Linked DNA regions of Zea mays: region 2 is linked to region 1. The links are chromatin contacts, called in public Hi-C maps. All regions are on one chromosome and are shown on one strand. The core of a region is the stretch at or near the end of the contact, and the rest is flanking DNA. Distances in the headings are between cores, read along the strand shown.

Region 1 (2,525 bases), core at 7-2,506:
GCGTACGCGCATATACGCAACATCTACTACGTCCGTACACGTATACAGGCGGCCCGCGTGTGTCGTTACTGCAGTACATTATTAAGAGCATCTCCAAGAGACTAGCTAAATAGCTTGTCAAGCTAAATTTTAGATAATTAATAGCATAATAGCTCTCCAACAGAGTAGCCATTTAAGTTGCTAAGCTATCTCACTCTCTAAATTAACTCCCTCACTAGCCAAATTTGGCTAGCAACTCTCGTTAGCCAAGCTAAATTATATTTTGGAGAGTCTGTTGGAATAAGATGTTATATATAGAGTTTAATATTTATGGAGAAACAAATAAAGAGTCAAATAGAGAGTAAAAAATAAAGAGTCTCTTGGAGATGCTCTAAGGGCTCTGGTTCGGTTCCTCGGGAACGAGTTCTATAGCTATAGGAACAGTTTTCAGTTGAAATGGTTCGCAAATGCTAGCTGTGTGCCTGTGTGTGCGTGGCGCGGGATCGGATAGGATCGGACCGTACGTACCTCCGCTGGTACGTGGCGCTGCTGTCGGTGAAGTAGACGAGGCCGGTCTCCTGGTCGACCTCGACGGCGTTGACGAAGTTGAGCGGCGCGCCGCCGGCCTCCGTGGCCACCGCCTCCGCCAGGCCGCCGCGGCGCCCCACGCGCATCAGCCCCAGGTACGCGTCGCCGTAGTAGAGGTCGCCGGACGCGCGGTGGAACTGCAGGCCCAGCGGCCGCCCGCACGCGCTCTCCGGCACCACCAGCCTCTTCTTCGCCGCGCACATGGCCACCGTCCTGTGCTTTGCAGCGACAGCAGCGTCACCGGCCAATAGATAGACGACCAATGCAACGTGCGTACGGCCGGCGCGTGTATATTATATATAAATATATACGTACTCGTGCTTGTGGTTGTGGGCGAACTCGGTCCACCCGCGCTGGGCGCCGCGCCACCGGAGGATGCGGCCGTTGGAGACGCCGGTGAAGGGCCCGTCGCCGCGGTGGTCGAAGGCGAGGCTCTCGGGCCCGAACGCCGGCCGGCCGAGGCGCACGGGGAGAACCCTCTGGCCCACGTAGATGGACTTCATCTCCTCGTGGCAGCTGGCCATGGACGGCAACTGCACAAGCAGCAGCAGCAGCAGAAGAAGACCCAGAGACGAGGAGGAGGAGAGGGAGAGCTGGAGCAAGGTGGAGGGAGCCTCCATGTTCTTGGGAGAGAAAGAAAAAAAAAAGAAGCCTTGCTTGCTTTCGGTATATGCTTGTGTTTTGTTTGTGTGTCCGGACAGGCATGTGCCTCTTATATACAAAGTTGTCAGGCTCATGACCCGGCGGGCGTCGGAGTTCGGAAGTGCACACTGCACAGACAAGTAAGACAACTGTGCCCATGACAGATCAAGGTACTGAAGCATCCTACTACCTATTGGGCTTGTAAAAGTCGGCCTTTGCGAACGCGAGCCGTGTGGCGGGCCGCGCCTAGGGTTTTGCAATCCGGCAAAAAAAAAATGAAGACGGAACGGAAGAGCTTCCTTCACGTTGCCTGACGTACTAAAGACGGAACCAAGAGTACTAAAGAAAGGACGAAACTGAGCGCCCGTCAATGCCTTGCCTGACGTCGACAGTGGGCGTCTTGGCCGGCCGCCCGGCCTCGCCGCCGACCGCGTAAAAAAGTCCCTGCTCAGCGCCACCGAGTTCCCCGTCGTAAAAAGGTCTCGGACGTGCCCGTCCGGCCGCCACGGATGACGGACCCAGTGCCTCGTCTGCAGCTCGCCCAGCGCCGTGTGGGCAACTACCACGTGCGTGCTGTCGGGGCGCACCACCACGCCCGCCGTTCGGGAACGAGAGCCTCGCCTGGAGTAAGAGGAGCACGGCGACACGGCGGCACGGCGCGAGCGGTGGTCCTACCGCAGCAGGCGCCCAGGGCCACCACGCGCATGTGGTCGCTGCATTGCAATTGCAAGCAAGCGTTGCCATCAGTGTTGGTAATCGCTGGGATGAGATAGCCGGTGAGATCATGACGACTCGTACAACTATTCCACGAGTTCATGTGTGAGATGTCATGCCGCGCTAGCAGCTCGCAGGTACCAAAAATAGAATTAGGCCCCGTTTATTTGTTTGGTTGGAATTGAATTCCATTTCAATAATTATAATTTAGACAAAACTAATTATGAACATATATGTAATATATTTATATATTATCTTAAATCATATGAGAGAGACAGTTATATACTATATATATGTTATAGCGAAGCAAGTAGAAAAGTGTGTTATAATTTGTACATCAGAAAAATAGCATGTAAATCTATAGAATCAATTTCCATCTCTCACCCCATGAATTTGAGATGGACTTATTGTTAGCAACACCTGGGAAGGGGGATCCAAGAGGAAGAGCTCAGAGGAGAATAAGACTTGGAGAAGGGAATAGCTGGGAGGAAGACGAGTTTATCTGATATTTGATAGCTAAATTGTTCATGCCCCTATTACACAAGTGTTTGTCTTTTATATAGTACTACTCGAACATCAAGCGACCCATAGATAGCGGACCC
Region 2 (2,525 bases), core at 13-2,512, 130 kb before region 1:
CGGGTTTTAATATGCACATGACTTCTTCTATGATGGATGCTCGTAGTATACAAGAAGGATACACCAGTCTCTTATTTGGAGTTGATAAAGATGCTGCATCAGCTATTAGCCAATTACATTTTGATGGAGTGCTAGATAATGAAAATATATGACTTTACTCTTTGGTTTTTATTTTGTATAAGGACTCAAACATTCCATATTTTAGATGACAAGGTAAATTTCATGTTTATTCTATTTTTATATTTGTAACATTGCTGCTTTTCTTCGGCCAGAACTCTTTTTGTCATTTCATCAAACGCTTAGTGGCCTGAGATTCAGACATGGGGCAGGCCTCCTCGTTCCAGCTTCCCATCTTACAAATCTCGTCTAACAGCTACACGAACTCAACAGTCTATGGCAACATTGCAATCCAGCCGCACATCTCTCCCAACACCAAAGCGTCGAGCCGTGATCCTTTTTAGTCTTCACATCTCGAGCCGAGTCGAAGACAAGGTGGCGTTGCGCGTAGGTTTATATGTGTCTGTCCAGCTAATGCCTTGTTCGTTTCTGCCGGATTAGTGGGTCGAAACGATTCCTGACCGGATTGCTTCTCTAATTTATATAAACTTTGATTAGACCTTGTTCGTTTACGTCGGATTGCACCCGGAATCGTTCCAACTAATCAAAGTTTATATAAAATAGAGAAACAATCCGGCTAGGAATCGTTCCGCCCCACCAATCCGACACAAACGAACAAGGCCTTAGTTGGAACGATTCCGGGTGCAATCCGACAGAAACGAACAAGGCCTAAGGCCTTGTTCGTTTCTACCGGATTGGTGGGTCGGAATGATTCCGAACCGGATTGCTTCTCTAATTTATATAAACTTTGATTAGGTAGAACGATTCCGGGTGCAATCCGACACAAACGAACAAGGCCTAACCGATAAGATTATCACGCGTAACCAATCCAGACCGCTTCACTGTGATGTGTGTTGCGGCCAGTTCGCACGGAATTTTTTTCCCACGCCTAGGCCTGCGCCAGACCAACCCACCCGGCCACGCGCCACCTCAAAGGCCAACGACCAGCAAAAGCAGCAGACTCTCAATGGCACGCGAGCCCCACCTGCCACCTCCGATCCGTCGCCTCCACCAACCCCGCCTTATTCAAAAAATTTATTCGCCGAAACCCCTTGCCAATGCCACCTCGCCGCCTCCGCCCGACCCAGCAAAAAGGCACGACGACCTCTACCTCTACCTCGCCGCCACCGTCACCGTGGCCCGCCGCCATATAAGTAAACCCTCGCCTCGTCCTCCTCCCAGGCTCGCCACCCTCCGCCTCCGACACATGGCCCACCCGCACCTCGTGCTCCCCTCCCCGAAGTCCCTCCTCCCCGCCGCCGCAACTCCATCGCGCCGCGCCGTCGCCATCCGCGCGGCGATCTCCACCGCTTTGTCTCCGGCCAAGGCGGCAGCTGGAGCAGAGGCGGTGCGATCGATCCGCGCGCGGCAGATCGTGGACAGCCGCGGGAACCCCACCGTCGAGGTCGACCTCGTCGCCGGGGACGGACGCCTCCACCGCTCCGCGGTGCCCAGCGGGGCGTCCACGGGGATCTACGAGGCGCTGGAGCTCCGCGACGGTGACAAGGCCGTATACGGCGGGAAGGGCGTACTCCAAGCTGTGCGCAACATCAACGAGGTTATCGCGCCTAAGCTCATAGGCGTCGATGTGAGGTGAGCTGGATATCACTGTCTCGGATTGATTTCTGTTCGAATGATGGATCTGTCTGTTTGATCACCAGTGTGACTGCTGCAAAGTGGGTAGTTGGAAAACGTGGTGTGCGTGTGTCATTTGGCTGTGATCCATAGTTGAACTGCATCAGTTCATGGGGGTTTAGTGAGCTGATTAGTTTGACTCCTATCTGAAAATGATGCTTTGGATCTTCTCGTGACTACCCTAAAAGTTTGAAGTAAAATGTGGCTAAATTTGTGGGGGACATATCCTTTGCAATCACTCATTTGGTGCAATTGTGCATTCAAATCATTCAGAACATCTAATCTAGATTCAATGGTTTCATATGGAAGGGGTTACAAATGTAAAATAGTTACTAGGTTTTAACTAGAAGGGGTTAAATGTAAAATAGCAGACACCATTGGATTTTGATTGGATGCACTAGATCGCTTGATAAATAGCAGTCATCGTTAAATGTAAAATAGCAGTCACACTTGCACCAACATGATTAATTACACCGGACATGTTCCCAAATTTGTGGAAGTGCATATGTATGCCATACTTGGTTTATTTACATGTTGGGAACTTATTGGTTTTGTAGGTCATGGAGCAAACTTGTGTGTAGTTTGGTTATATAGGAATTAGGTGCTTTTGTACTTTTGATTGGCTGCTTGTAATATGCTTTTGTCCAGCTGCTGCTTCAGCAGCCTCATCTCGCAAATTTACTGTACTGACAGTCACCAACAGCTGCATTTACCAGCAGCCAAACGGACCCATAATATTTTTTGACAGAAAGCAACAAGGAGAACCCTAATGT

Evidence for each region. A called contact is a pair of places that touch in the nucleus more often than the background predicts.
Region 2: a contact with region 1 is called in a Hi-C map of bundle sheath, with 2.7 times the contacts expected there. The contact joins the promoter of LOC100274470 here to the promoter of LOC103632673 in region 1. A contact is called at or near these places in 11 of 25 Hi-C or Micro-C datasets (bundle sheath, ear, endosperm and 4 more).

What each region holds. Positions count from the first base shown.
Region 1 is chr7:106,529,426-106,531,950 of Zm-B73-REFERENCE-NAM-5.0, reverse strand. LOC103632673 (protein STRICTOSIDINE SYNTHASE-LIKE 10) reads right to left here and starts at 1,256. Exons shown (of 3, transcript XM_008654423.3): 1 at 883-1,256; 2 at 508-780. The coding sequence starts at 1,187. It overlaps LOC103632672, which reads right to left. Exons shown (of 1, transcript XM_008654422.4): 1 at 2,190-2,525.
Region 2 is chr7:106,658,242-106,660,766 of Zm-B73-REFERENCE-NAM-5.0, reverse strand. It overlaps LOC100274470, which reads left to right and starts at 1,262. Exons shown (of 7, transcript NM_001148829.1): 1 at 1,262-1,710. The coding sequence starts at 1,325.